Linked DNA regions of Thunnus thynnus: region 2 is linked to region 1. Evidence: chromatin contacts called from public Hi-C data. All regions are on one chromosome and are shown on one strand. Each heading gives the region's core, a stretch centred on a gene start, on an enhancer-like site or on the middle of the called end of the contact. The rest is flanking DNA. Distances are from core to core; before and after follow the strand shown. Region 1 holds the start of tm9sf5 (transmembrane 9 superfamily protein member 5). Region 2 holds the start of taf7 (TAF7 RNA polymerase II, TATA box binding protein (TBP)-associated factor).

The links. Hi-C and Micro-C count contacts between places; a contact is called where the count stands out from the background.
Region 2: a contact with region 1 is called in a Hi-C map of heart, with 5 times the contacts expected there. The contact joins the promoter of taf7 here to the promoter of tm9sf5 in region 1. A contact is called at or near these places in 3 of 3 Hi-C or Micro-C datasets (heart and muscle).

What each region holds. Positions count from the first base shown.
Region 1 is chr9:20,934,730-20,942,531 of fThuThy2.1, reverse strand. tm9sf5 (transmembrane 9 superfamily protein member 5) reads left to right here and starts at 2,694. Exons shown (of 18, transcript XM_067599622.1): 1 at 2,694-3,005; 2 at 3,612-3,679; 3 at 3,789-3,882; 4 at 4,002-4,129; 5 at 4,306-4,435; 6 at 7,747-7,802. The coding sequence starts at 2,868. It overlaps rbmx (RNA binding motif protein X-linked), which reads right to left and starts at 976. Exons shown (of 10, transcript XM_067599626.1): 1 at 692-976; 2 at 464-590. The coding sequence starts at 572.
Region 2 is chr9:21,082,977-21,090,778 of fThuThy2.1, reverse strand. It overlaps taf7 (TAF7 RNA polymerase II, TATA box binding protein (TBP)-associated factor), which reads right to left and starts at 4,736. Exons shown (of 12, transcript XM_067599647.1): 1 at 4,526-4,736; 2 at 3,321-3,397; 3 at 3,148-3,226; 4 at 2,175-2,308; 5 at 1,843-1,963; 6 at 1,647-1,705; 7 at 1,109-1,181; 8 at 307-420. The coding sequence starts at 4,544. It overlaps slc9a6a (solute carrier family 9 member A6a), which reads left to right and starts at 5,761. Exons shown (of 16, transcript XM_067599646.1): 1 at 5,761-6,202. The coding sequence starts at 5,911.

The DNA of each region.
Region 1 (7,802 bases), core at 1,445-3,944:
AAAAGATATTCTTATTTCCTGCTGCTAGACACTAACTTACATTTTACGGCAAGTAAGGAGCAATAAGGCCAGCTCAAAATATGATTTACGTTACCGAACGTGAAAACAAATGGGGCCCATTTAAGTGAATGAAGACACAATGAATTACATTAATCGACCACAGAATCGTGCTGTTAGTTGACATTTCTTCAATGATTTGTTTGTTTTTTCAGTTTCACGTTTTAAAATACTCATATCAATTAACAATTCATTTCATTAACTGATAATTAGAAACTGAAGACACTGCTTGATACATATTTGATGTGCATCAATAGCACGGATCCGCACACAGTGATTTATGAAGTAACATTAACTGATAACGCATTTCTTTTCTTCTTAAATATCTGTTTTCTTATACATTGTATCCTCACTTAACCAAGATACGACCTGAAGTGAAAATGGCCAACAATGTTTCCATCCACACCTTCGACAATCCTGCCATATTTGCTGAAGTACTGCTCCAGGGCCTTCTCGGTGGTCTCGGTATTCAGCCCGCCGATGAAAAGCTTCCCTGGTCGGTCTGCTTCTGCCATGCTGCAAAAACGCCCCACCTGCAACAACAAGAAAAAAGGTCGTATGCAATATTAGAATATACATAATATTGGCGCTCATTTTGCTCTCGGTACTCAGACATTTCTGTGGTGATTATTACCTGCTGCTGGCGAAAGTCTTGGGCTGTTGAATGCGCAAAATGGCGTTAAACGTGCCAGCGGTTGTACCGTTAGCTAGTTACTTGACTAACGCTATTATTCCAGCTGTTAACGGGAGACTTAGCCTTTACACCCGTTAAAACGTAAAAAACAATACTACTGTTGTAGTTTGCATTAACACCGCTATGCCGCGGATGGGTGCAGCCGTAATAAACTCAACAACGGTTCCTATTCCCCTTCTTCTTTTCCTCGTCTTCTTCTTCTTCGTATTCTTCTTCTGCTTCTTCCTCTTCTTTTTTGTCTAATGGCGGGCTACAGACTAATGCGAAACGCGCATGTCGCCACCTACTGTACCGGAGTGTAACATCATCATGACTTCAAGAACTGTTTCTAGATGTTGTACCTGTTTCAAACGTATTCATTGATTTGATCAAATATATAACTGAACATAAGTTGTACATTTTGTTATAGTATCCCTGAGACTGCGGTTAATTTATTTTAGTATTGTTTTTGGATGACGTGTATTTTTTATCAACAACTATATTGATTGAAAATTGTTATCATTTTTTATTTGTACGGAAACATGTACTGTCTGGCATACTAAAAGATGACACTCATTAGAATTTGTATATCACTGATCTTTTAATTTTATTGGCCGACAATTTCATATTCATAAAGGCAAATTTACAGGTAAAAAGCTTCGTCAACACAAAAACTTCTTCACAAAGGAGGTCAAACACTACATTGACTCGATTCGTTTTTCTTCCTATATAAAGGCTGTAAAAACATTTTTTTTTTCTCTTTGTTTAAAATCTTTGTATGAATTTAAGTCCCCCTAACTCAGAGTTTTTTTCTTCTTCTGTAAATGTAATATATTACATTCATTGCTGTATATTTGAACAGGCTGTATAAACCGTGCATAACCACCTTCTGTATATAAAGTAACATGTCACTTTTTCTTATCATCCAATATTTATCTCAGCACTCCTCACGTCTTTGCACTATTTGTATCCTGCTTACAGTTCACAGAAACGGTTTCTGTTTACAGACATTCCTTATGTATATTTCTGAAGTTGTTGCGTTGTCTGTAAGTACACTGACAGCCACTAACCCAGAATCAAAAAAACTTTATGACGTATATTATACTGTAGAATAATTTTGAATAAAATTGGGTTTTTTTAATGTCAATAAAGAAAAAACCTACCTCTGTTTATCCGCCATCTACAGCAACCTTTCAATACTCCACTCCCATACAGACTAAACTAGGCACTCCTTCAACAGTTTCTTTGCATTTATCTGATTCTTCCTTGTTCAGCCTGTTGTATTTAGTCCTGTATGTTCTTATGACATCTTCCTGCTTATGTTATTGTACAGTCTTTAATAAACACAGTAAACTATATCCCAACATGAATTTAGGACAAGACGTAGTGGACGAAAATATGCAATTCTACCAACTTTCATGACAACAGCTGTTTGCTGCATCTTGTTTTTCTGGTTTGTCCAGCCGCCTCTTACAATAATCTCTTTTATCTAAAAATAGTTTCTCTTCGCATACTTTTATCTCTCATTTCGTGCACTGCCACCTTTTGACGAGCTATTCTTTTTATTACAAAACGTGTGTCTTACTAATGTGCGGTGCAAAACTCAACTATTTTATATGTATATATGTATATAAAGAAAACAAGGATCCATGGTGTAATGAGGTAGCCTATAGGCAACGTCAGTGTTACTTCGACGGCGTCAAGTCGGTCAGAACAGAATATGACATCCGATTTTTTTCTTTTCAAAATAAAATCACTGCAACTGTAAGTGTTGCTCAGTTTGAAAATGCAATAGTTTGTAACCGTTTTTGTTATACTAATGTATGCACGAGTATCATACAAAATATACAATGACTGTGTGTATATCTACACCAGCTATAAATGTATTTATTTTATATACTTAACACTACATATTTTCTATTGAAAGTCAAAACACTTGACTTCCGGTGAATATGTATCCGTTTCCGCATAGCTTGGCAGAGCTAGTTGCGACAGACAGGTCAGGCACTGCGTCTCGAGTTGAAAGAGCTAGCTAACCGTGCACAGCTAACGTCAAGAAACCGTTTCCCTCACAAGAAGGAGCACTCTCCTTTGACATAAGAAGACAAAATCTGCGATTAACCGTGTCCGCGATAAAATGAAGAGGCGGATACACTTTGGTTTTGTGCTGGTCTACTTGCTGGTCTCACATTTCTGTCCGTGCTCGTCGTTTTATCTTCCGGGTTTAGCCCCAGTGAGTTTCTGTGAAGATAACAAAGGTGGTGAAGATTGCCAGGTATGGTTAGTTAATAAAACTCACAGTTCCTCTGTAGTGTTGTAAATGTTCTGCCCAAAATGTAATTGGCATGTTATTTTGTTATACTCACTCTTGCTAGCTAGCCAGTACTCTCTTTAGGCCCCGGCTCCTCCATTGCCTGCAGCCGGAGGACTAGCATCATATTCTAGTGCTTGCTAAATGTAAATGCCCTCGTTGACAGGGGGCATATATATAAATATATATTCATTCTTACTGAGTTGTCGGGTTTTTTCACCAGCCTAGCACGATATTGTTAGCAAATTAACACTGATTCAAATAATGAAAGATGACAGATGACGCTAATAGCCATCACTGTAGTAAGCTTGACTGGCCGCCGCTCGGCTACGTGGTCCAGGTAAGTTTGGATCCACTCCTTCACCTTTGAGAGACAGATCATCAAATCTTCGGTTACAACTGAGTCATTTACTTCCTATTTATATTACATCAGTCGACACGAAACATGCACAACCTGTTAACTGCACAACTTCTGGCTGGTTGTAGCCCACAATTTGGGCTTGAAAGTCCGATTTGTTTTAATTTAGGCAGATATAGAATGACAGACAAATTATTTTTGCGTCTTTACAGACAGTGATCCAGCTGTTCGTCAATCGCTTGGATTCTGTGGAGTCAGTCCTGCCTTATGAGTATGACGTGTAAGTAACAATTAGTTTATGTCTGAAGTCAGTTGTTTAATGTCTGGATATATGTTGTCCAGCTCTAAATCATCCTTTCATTGTGTGTGACAATGTGAATTTGTTAAAGGTTCGACTTTTGCAAAGATGCAAAGGAAAAGAGGCCTTCTGAGAACCTTGGACAGGTGCTGTTTGGTGAACGAATTGAGTCTTCACCGTACAAGGTACTTGTAAATCTAAGTATGCATGGTGATTGTTCTGTTGCATATTTTAGATTCCATTTCAGCCCTCTATGTTGAATGTGCTCTATTAATGCAACACGCTTCTCATCTGCCTTTTATAGTTCAACTTCAAACAAGATGTGAAATGTCAGGCAGTATGCACAAAAACCTACAAGAAAGGCAACAAGGAGGATGCCACCAAACTGGATTTTCTTAAGATGGGAATGCAGCTGAACTACCAGCACCACTGGTTAGTAACAAATATACTGCTCTGTACTGTAATTATTCATTAGTGAGTTATTTTTAGCCTGGAGCCGTTGAGTGAAAGATAGATGGAAGTAGCAGGGAAGACTTGTTAGCAAGCAGGTGTCTTCTCAGATATTATTTATCAAGAAACTTTTTGAGGTTAACAAATTATTTTTTCAGGATCATTGACAACATGCCGGTCACATGGTGCTATGATGTGGAAGATGGTCAGAAGTACTGCAATCCGGGCTTTCCCATTGGCTGCCTCGTTACCTCAGATGGCAGATCTAAAGATGCTTGTGTTATCAATGTGAGTTTTGGTCTTCAAATTTGTTCTCTAATTCACATGTTAAGTTTGACCTAATTGGTCAGCTTCTTGTGAAGTTTAGAAGTTTTATATCCACTCAGGGTCCCTGTGGATCCTTAAAGAGTCTTAAATCGTGTTAATAATTTTTGGTCTTAATTTATAGGAGGGGTGGCATTAAATTTTGATCAGTATAAAAACAATGAGGATAGATATTAACATTTCCAATAATACCAGGGACAAACCTATATAATTATGTGTAACAAATACCTGTGAATGTGTCATCAGTTATCCAACTAGAGGAAGCAAGAGAGTCCAAACAGGAGTGTAGCACAAAAAAGACAAAGTCTAGCCCTCTCACAGAGCTATTAGAGCTTACATGTCAAAGAATATCAGACCGCACCTATACAACCATTATCATTATATGATCATTATGCATATATTCATTATTCCTCTTAAGACCTGAAGGCAAGGCAGGCGTGTCTGGACATGTAAAAATAACACCTAGATGCAAGCTCATTGGAGCAGGAGTTGAAGTTTGTTTACCCAGGAAATCTCCCAATTCAGCAAAACTCAGGCATTTTTTATTTCAGCTGTCATGCTCTTAGATATTTCCACTTACTTGTAAGATTAATTTGACTGGAAAGGCCTCATTCTTCTGAACAAATCGAGGTATAGCACTCCATGGTAGGGATGCAGTGATGAACTAATTTCACTATTAACCGCTCTTTAAAAGTCACAGTTCTGTAACCGTAAAAGCTCAGCTACACCGAGTGTTTCTGTTCTCACTCTCAAAAAAAGGGACATTATGGTTCATTATTTTTCCAGAACAACAGTTGTACTGTGAAGAAAATTATAACGACAGTTGTGTAAAAAAAAAAAAAAAGTCCATAGGCGCAACCAACAGACTGCGGGCGGAGCCAAAACAAACCTGGTTTACCAGCTTGAAATGCTGTGCTGCAACAAGTTCAGGTACGCAAAGTTAGACAAGCTGTCTCGAGAGCAACTCCTTTATTTGTGTTTGAGGGGGCCTACATTAACTAAAGCAGATGAGAAGTGTCCTGGCAGTGGCTGAGGGACCCAACACTGTAGCGTTGTATTCACTAAAAGACCTTAAATTGTCAGTGTGGGAGTATTTTGGATACATAAAGAATGGCCAAAGGGTTGATCAATAGGACAGATCCCCAATGTTAAAACTTACCAAAGAGAAGTCACTGCTAAAGGATTCAACACCTCGAACTTAATGCAACTTTGAGATCACCATCCAGCTATGCATGCTCTAAGTGAAGGTGATACACTAAGTAATAACTAAGTTAGCAAACATTACTTTAATGAGACATTGAGTTGGTAGGGAAGTAAATATAAACGTGTCACTCACAATCAGCAGAAGAGAAGCAGTGGGCTTCAGTGTGACCATTCACATCCTGTTGCATTCTCCTATCTGTGCTGAGCAAACACTGGTATGGTAGGTAAATATGCTCGGTGTAAAAGACTAACTTAACATTAGGATCTTGTAGACTTCCAGCATTGTACCATGGGATCTAATTAATTGCATTCAGTGATTAATAACACCTGCATAAAAATGTATTTCTTTTGTTTTTACTAAAACTGCAAAAAAAAAAAGAACAATAATAGAATAATAGGAATTTCTCAGGCCACATTTAAAGTAGATTCATTAGTAAAATAAATTATTAAAAATGAATTAAAAATAAGCATGGATGACAGTTCATAATAAAAACACTTCAGTTTATTACCTAACTTAGTAATAGTTTTCCATCGGGGATCAATAAAGTACATTTTAATCTTATATTAATAATAATAATAGTAAAAAATACTATATTTTAAATATTAGAAATCAACTAAAGTCATTACTGCAATGTCCAATAAAAGTTAATCTTGGCATGGATTATTTATTTTCATTTTTCTTATTTACTTTTAACTTAAGACTACCTCTGGTACTGTTGAAGTTCAACCCACTGTTGCAGAATCCTGCAACAGTGGGTTGAACTTCAACAGTGGGTTGAACAAATGCTCATGTGATTTTACCCAGCTGTAGTTTTGTGAAGTAAATTAATGCATAATAATCATGAAACTGTGATTTTTTCCTCCCAGACTATAATCATACCATCACAGTCTATAATCGTAGCATCTCTACTTCATGGTTTGATAGAAATGTGATTGACAAAACAGCTGTTCTAACCATAAACAATTGTGATTCTATGCGCTATTATGTAACTATAAAATATTCTGTGAAGATTTCAAGGGGGAAAAATACAAGTAGGCCTATGTAAAGAGGGATGTGACTGTTTGCACCCTTCCACTGTTTCAGCAGATATGTTCATATTGAGCAGAAGCCATCTCTTATGTTATATTCATCATACCAACCATAACGACCTCTGGTGAGAACATTTGTATTACCTCGGGCTATAGTTAGGCTTGTATAGTTGTGTGGGGCAAGGCCTACATTGTCATCATCTTTTCAAATTAGCTGAACATCTTTTGGAAATAATTTCAAATTCACTATCACCCCTATTCGTTGTTTGAGTCAAAAGTTTGATTGTGGAGGTGTAAACGGTGTAAACCATAAAGCCTAAATGCAGCTCTAGTGGTAGCTACATCACTTGGAGGTTGTGTAGCCTCATTGAAATTGTGTTTCTTCAGATATTTAGGCAGATGAAAAAGAAATCAAATAACATAGACATAAACAACCAACTATCGGTATTGGCAGATATAGGCCTGTTTTCTTTTTTAAATATATAGGCCTATACCGTCAACAATCAGTTTCTGTATTAGCCAAGTATGTTCAAGTCGGCAGCAGTGCATTCCTAATTAACTTATGAAATGCAACAACATTGTATACTGTATTATAGTTTAACTTTTTTTCAGTGGAAATGGTATTATTTTTTTCTTTTTATAGGTATTAAAAAGGTCTTAAAAGTCATAAAATTGGAAGTTGAGAATTTTTAGTTTGATAATGGTAATATTTTTTGCTTATTTTAGTGAATATTTATAGAATTTATAGGATTCTTGTTCGGTTTTTTTAATACATAGTATAATTTACAGTTAGTAGCTAATTTACTGTCATTTGAGTAAATATAAAGTAAACTCAAACAGTATTTGATCGTTAAAAATATGGCTATCAGAATTGATGGGCCCAGGCCATACAAATACACAACAGTACAATTAACATAAGTAGGATAAAGGTGAAGCTGTTTTTTTGCATTCAATAATTACAGTATAGACAATGCTCAACAACATACAGATGTGTGTTTACAAATCTTTTTGTACCTGGTATTGAATACGGTTTCTTTTTTCAGTCTGAGTTCAACAAGAAGAATACATTTTACGTCTTCAACCATGTAGACATCAAGAT
Region 2 (7,802 bases), core at 3,487-5,986, 150 kb before region 1:
ATTTTTTCGATTAATCGATTATTTGTTTGTTCTAAATGTCAGAAAATGGTGAAAAATGGCGATCAAAGCCCAAGGTGCGACCTCAAATGTCTTGTTTTGTCCCAACCAACAGTCCACAAGCCAAAGATATTCAGTTTATCATCATAGAAGACTAAAGAAACCAGAAAATATTCACATTTAAGAAGCTGGAAGGAGAGAATTCTAGTATTTTTTCTTGAAAAAAGACTCAAAATGACTACATATTAAAATAGTTGATTACTGATCGACTAATTGACTAACCGTTGCAGCTCAATATGTTTCACTTACCAGAGGACCCATGGCCCATTTTGTGTCCTGAGGTGCCAGGTGATGAGTCCAGGTTGGCCAGAGAGCCATGCTGGTCGGCTTCCTTGGACTCATCCTCCGCTATTATTTCCCACCCTGACAATCATAGGTTAAGGTCAACATACCCTCAGTGCATTCCACTCAACCTTCAGAAGTGTTATGCTCAGAGACTCACGGTCTTTCAAATCTTTCACTTTCCATTTGAAGTAGACTTGAAGGGTAAAAACCTCATGATAATCCACAAGAACTGCCTTAACTTTAACATTCATTAGTGTGTCATGTGTGTGTCTGCTGCAGCATGCGATGCTAAAACTATAATTAGAAACTAGCTTCACTGTGACCAACTAAGCAATAATAATGAACGGTCCATCTCAATTAAAACACAGCAAGCAGCCACTCAAAGCCGCCCTGCTGTGCTCTTATTCTGTCAGGCAAGTTTAGACTTTCATTAGAGCACTAATAGACTTCTTGCAAAGTGCATCTCTCTCACAAAGGCATTAGACAGAGTCAAGTCAGGTGAGCTGGGCGGGAGTCAGGACACCTACTTGGGCCTTGGAATAACCTTTTTGATTGCTAGATGGGAGTGAGGTTATGTTTGCCCTCAAATCACTTAAAACGTCACATTACATGATGCACACTCCTTATCTGAGTTCAAAATATTTTTGCTGTTATATGAGATGCACAATAGTGTTGTTTTGCTTCTACTGGTTGCTTATGTGCTTCCTGCTTTTTAGGCTTTACAAGATGGACATACAAAATATCTGTAAATGTTTAAAAAGGATACGAACACTGACAGCGTCAGCGTCTGTGCTGAGCAATCTCTTCACCTCCTTTTCCACGTCAGGAGATTCAATGTACTGCAAGAAAGGAAAGAGAGATTGGGTTACACGTAGCGTTAGCGGCATCTATCTCGCTCTCTTCTTCCTCACAAACACACGCACACACACAAAGGCTGCTGGCCATATGCCAGGAGGCACATTAGCGATTAAAAACAGAAGCAGACAAATCAATATGGCTCAGCTCTGCACCGTCAGGAAGATTTATTCAAAAGACAAAGTAGAAGTGTAGTTCTCAAGCACACTCGCTTTCACTTTGATCAGAGCAATAGTGAAATTGCTTTTTTTGCAAGCCTTTGGGGCAAACTAAGATGGAAAGACTTTATTTATATGTAAATCTTAGTTTTCACTTTCACCAGAGTTTCTCTTTTATGAAATGTAAATGTCTTGTTGGAAGAAAGCCTGGGAAAGAGATGGATCATCAGACGGGATGCTAAAGAGACGGATGGGAGGGGAGAGCTGAGGGGCAAATGAAAATGTCAAAACCTTCTTTTTCGCAGTCTTCCGAAATCTTCTCTTGCGTGTGTTCTTCAGAGGGCAAGTGACTAGAGACAAAAAAAAAAAAAACAGGATTAGTGAAGTCAAAATGACTCAATCAGCTGCGGAGGGCATTGATGCTTCCTGAATTACTGATTTGCAAAGTTCTCAAAAAGCAGTTGTGTGTACACGTTTGCCTACTTACTGCCATGGTTCCAAATGAATTTCTTGTCCTTGTCTTTGTCCTTCTTCTTGCTCTTCGGGTCGGTGCCAGTGGGCTCCTCTAAAGGAGGGTAAAGGTCTCCATCTAGTGTACACACCAGCATCTAACCAACAGATGCAGAAATGAATGGTAAATGACACTGTATTCTACTGATTGATGTAGTAGCACTACTGTAACTAATATGAAAACACCATGACATGATCTAAGTTTTAAATGTTAATGTAAACATGTTAAAAGCATTCTAAACAAGCATTCTAGACAAACGTATCCAATGAAGAGTACGTCCTTAATTTCATGCTATATTGCTGTTCTACCTGGCAGACATCAGCAGTCTTGTAAAATGTCTTCTTGTCCACTGTTTTGAGAGACTCAATCATACAGGGCAGATCCACCAGTTTGCAGGCCAGAGGGACACGGTCCACTCTCACTATACCATGGCGACCATCAGCTACGAATAAGAGGGACGACATGATCGATTATTATGATATACTGTGTGTGAGAATGTGGTAACCACTGCCATTAAGACACTGCAGTCACTGTTAAGTTAAGACAAAGTGTGTGTAAACAATGAAATTGATAAACAGTAGATGTGTACCTATTTGTTATTCTTAAGACCTGCAAAACAGGTTCACAGTTTTTCAAGTCTGTCTTAAAACAACAGTCAGGTGTCTGTATAAACACTGAAAGAGGTGTTTCTTGCTGTAATAATTCCTCCTTTTCATATGGACTATTAAAATATCCCCTCCAAATGTGCTTACAATGTGTGTGGTCAAAATCCACAGCCCTCCTTTTGTGCAAAAATATCTTTAAAAGTTTATCTGAAGCTTATATGAGGCTTCATCAATCAGACAGTCAAATCAAGTGGATATCTTCCTGATTTTGTCTTATTAGTATAAAACCCCCTCTTTTCAATGTTCATTTGAGCACCTGACTATTGTTTTAAGACAGACTTGAAAAATTTTGAACCCATCCTTTAAGTTTTCCAGACTTAAAGGATGGCATAGCGTAAGGTTATTTTACGTATGATGATAGTGCTACAGTAAAATGCAGATACTGAATACGAGTGCACTTGAAGTAAAAAATTACAAAGAATGAGAAATGAATGTTTCACTCATACACATATGTATTTGCACATATTTACCATATGTATATTTCAGAATCTAGACTTAGTTCTTGACTGGATTTTTAATGGATAACCAGACAGTTTTATGTTTGAGCAATATCTAAGTCAAATAGGATAAATGTTGTCACACAGGTCAGACTATGGCCACTGATAAACCATCTTACGGTGCAACTCGATGGTGAGTCTATCTTTCATGTTCATACTGCTAGACTGGGCAATCCTTCTTACTGTTGAGGCGTACTCCTAAAAAAGAAAAACATGATCAATGTCATTTTCAGCAATTGGTCACAATGAATTTAATAGAGCAAAGTGTTTTCAGTGTGTAAAACACTCTCACCGTAGGCAGCCTCAGAATAAACTGACTCTCCAACTCATATGGAGCATCCTCCTTATTCTTAGAGCCAGTCTTCCCAACTAGAAACAAAAAGACATCACCAAAAATCAAAGAAATCAGTTTTACTGTTGCTGGCTATGTATTTATGCAAGTACAATATACAGTAAACAATCCACTAAGAACATACAGATAGATGTAATATACAGTGCCATATACAGTATCTGGCTTCTGTCTAGTATTAAAGAGGATACTCTTTTAGTTTTATGTTGAATAAACACAAGTAACTGCTTGGATGGTTTCATCACTCTGCCCTTGCTATTAGAGCTCCCACTTTTGGAATAGTCTTCAAAATTAAATTCATCTTCTCTGCCATCTTTTACTGCTTGTCTCATTTTTGTTTAATATCTTCTACCACATAACGAAGAAAACATTTATGCTACATGTATTCTCAATATCTTTTTTATTTTTACTTTGGAAACATATCTTCTTTTTTTTTTAGATGTAAATAAAGTCTACTGAACTATAGGAAGAGCAGAATATGAACGACTACAATAATTTATATGTTTAGACTATCACAAGAGCTATTTTATAATTATTCTCTTGATTCCTAGTGATAGATAACGTTGTCAGGCTGGGACCTGATCTCAGCCGTCATCATAGGTAAAACAACCAACAGTACTGTGACGTCTCTCAAAAGTATTAGCTCATACTGTTCAATAAAATAGCATAGTTTCAGGTGATCTATAATAAATATGATACAATTTATACATGAGGCTTGTTTTTGCCATTGCAGTAGAAGTGTGAGTCAGGTAGGATTAAGTAGATTAACTACGACTTACATCTAAAATGAAATCACATTAAATGCGACATTGTGCTACAGCCAACATTAACTGAATACAGCAAGTGACTTTTTTTTGCAAAAGTTCACAGTTCGTGTGACGGTGTGTGTAACTTAACGTTGATGCACCAAACACAACATTAATTAACCCTGGTGAAATAGCTGCTAAGTTATTACAGTTGCGAGCACTGTTCACACCGTGTGGCATCCATATGCTCGTAATCGTATTTAATTGCTATTATTACTATGTTCTTTTCCACACAAAAACACTAGGCAGACATATTGGTTATTGTTTACAAAAACAGAGGGAAAAACGTTGTTACCTAGCAAGCTAACGTTAGCTTAGCAATAGGAAAAGCTGCCAACGTACCTTTCAGTTTAGATGTCATTTTCGTTTTCGTAACTTGGACGTTGCCGTTGCATAAATGTGTTCAAATGGTAAAAAGAAGGAAAGACCTAAGACTTGAGAGGGAAAGACTGACTGTGCCGATTTCAACCAAAAATCGACACAGTTCAGAAACACAGAACAATCAGGTCTTGCTGCGACGTCTTGCTGCGTTCAAGTCCTCCTCGGAAATTTTGAATGTAACCCTTTTCGGCATCCAGGGCACACACTTATCACACGTTATTAAAAATCATACTTAAAACCACAATATGCTGTATGAAATAATCATAAACACAACATAAAACATGGAAACTCGTTTTTGTACGCTGGCTTTATGAAATGAAGGACCAGGATTAGTATATATAAATATATAAAATCAATATATAACTAAACCAATAATTTCCGATAAAAGGGAACGGCACATAAATTCCGCTCTTTTACTTTGTATCGCGAGACTTGTTAAAATTGATGACAGTCTCGAAAAAATAAAAACTCACACAAATACCACTTATGTTGCAAAATAATAAAATTATATCCAGCTGTTTTTGCATAGTAGCATTGCTGTCTTTTGTGAAGCGAAGCCAGCATCAGAGAAACCCCCCAGACATAATCGGAATTTTTTAATTAAAAAAAAAAATCAACTATATTAATCGTTAAATGGTTGTCTCATTTGACTCAAGTTTGTGCATATAAATTAATCAGATATACTGTTAAAATAATAGAAAAAAAATTAAACAGATAAACCGCAAGCCAAATTTTTCCCAGGATGGCGAAGTCATGACCCGCCCTACTCTACTTCTGATTGGCTAGTACTCATTGTCTTTGTTGGTTGGGTTGGTTAGGTTTGCACATGAGGAATGAAATTGGTTGGGATTAGGTAAGAATATCAGGGTCAGCCAATCAGAGGCAGAATAGGGGCGGGTCGTGACTTCGCCATCCTAGGAAAAGAAAATCTCTCGCTATCAGTCTCACTTCCTCTTCAGAATGATGACGAAAATCTGAGATTTCATAATAAAAGCTCCCAATTACAACTATTGTCTCATCAGCTATGAAAATATGTATATATTGTATATATCAAAACGTTTTGCTCATTCATAATTCACATTAGGGATTAATCAATTCGTGGCTCGAAATGGTCTCTATTTGAAATGATTCAAACTAGCATAATTTTCCTCTGGTGCTTTTATTTCGAAATAAACATTGTACACTTTCTGCGGGGGAAGAGACATTTCACTTCCGGGCCGGAATCGATTCCTCTGTTGCTGTCGTCTTTCTGCAGTCCACTCCCCCCACTTCGTGTAACATATTTGCACAAAGTCTGGGGTTTTATCCACGACGACATTGGCGCATTTGGCCGCCGAGCAGCTGAGATGGGCTCTAAACTCACTGTCAACAGCGCCTGGAGGGCGACGAGGACGCTGTGGCTGCTCGTGCTAGTGAGCCTGTCTGTGTGCGTCTGTGTTTGCCGAGCATCCTCACCTCAGGAGGACAGTGCCATGGAGAACATCGTTACAGAGAAGAAGGCTGAGGAGAGCCACAGGCAGGACAGCGCGGACCTGCTCATTTTCATCATGCTCCTAACTCTCACTATCCTGACCATCTGGCTGTTCAAACACCGGCGCTTCAGGTTTCTGCACGAAACCGGGCTGGCGATGATTTATGGTGAGATGCTCCAGCGTGACTGAGAGACGTCATCAGTGCCATCACGACTATTTTGTAGTGCTGACTAGATTTGAAATGAATGTATGTCAGTAGAAGGCTTCATACTTCTAAACCTGGCAATAGATGAATAAGCTGTTAGGCATCAGGCTGTTGCAGGTAGATACTGTAAGGTAACATGCTTAGTTACAGCTGTGTTAACGCCTCCTCTGCACCCTGCTTAGTCTTGTAAATGACACATAAGCAGCTAAGCATTTTAGGCAGTGGTAGGAGAAGCACTCAAATCCTTTCCTTAAGTTTAAGTGCCAATACAGCAATGTAAAAATACTCCATTACAAGTAAAAGTACCGCATGAAAAATCTCACCTAAGTAAACGTGCCAAAGTATTAGCAGTAAAATGTAGTTAAAGTATTTGTTTAAAGTAACGAAGTAAAGTAGTGGTTTGGTCCCTCTGACTGTTATATTATTATATATGACATCATTAGATTATTAATACTAAAGCATCAGTGAGTAAGCAGCATGTTACTGTTGTAGCTGCTGGACGTGGAGCTAGTTTCAACTACTTGAAACTACTTTGCTAGTTTAGTCCAGTTGTTCCCAACCTTGGGGTCAGGCTCCTCCAAGGGCTCACCAGGTAAATCTGAGGGGTTGTGAGATAATTAATGGGAGAGGAAAGAGGAAACAACAAAGTTGTGATACGCAAATCTGTTTTCAGTTCAGTTCACTTCACTTTTTCTCTAATCTTAGATTTTTGGTGAAATATTGGATCATTTGAGTATTTATTGAAATGAAACCATGTGAGAAGTTTAGAGGGAAAAATCACTATTTGGTGGATCTGTTAACAACTCATAGACATCTGAAATGTGACCCTGACTACACGCTGCTTTTTGTAAGACATCAAAAGCCAAAAAGGTTGGAAACCACTGGTTTCATCTTTAACAATGTGTTGTATTTTAAAAGATTATAAAATTATCAATTGTGTCAAATCTTCATCTGAAAAGTAACTAAAACTGTCTACTTGAGTAAATACCGTGGCATAGCAAAGCCAATCCACACTTTCACTTCCCTAAACGACATGTGGTCTGGCAAAGCCAAAAATGAATCTGCTTTAACCTGTTAAACGACGCTTTGCCCAAGATTTACCTTTTAAATGAGACCAGGGTTGTGATTATAATCAAAAGAGTTGAAGAACAGTAACCCTCTTATATTAGGTAGCCTACGTTATTTTCAGATTTTTGCCTGGTAAGAAGTGAAACAAACTTTGCTTCAAATAGGCTGCACAATAGGTGATTGACTGTTCCTCTTTTCACTCAGACACCAACACTTCCTACACCTGACGGGACAGTTACTGGTCTTTGCGTCCAATTTTCAAACTGGAATGAGAAGGTGGAACTTGTCAAAATTCCCTCCAGCCAATTCTCTGAATGGAAGAGAAGCTGGTTATGAAATGAATCACATTTCATTTTATATCTACAATGACTCGTTTTAATAGTTGATAAAAAAAAACCCTACACAACCGCAGTCCACCCGCGCAGGTGTTTCACTTGGCCTTTTTCACAGCGGACATTTTGATTTTGATGTCAAAGCAGGAAAAGCGCAGCTG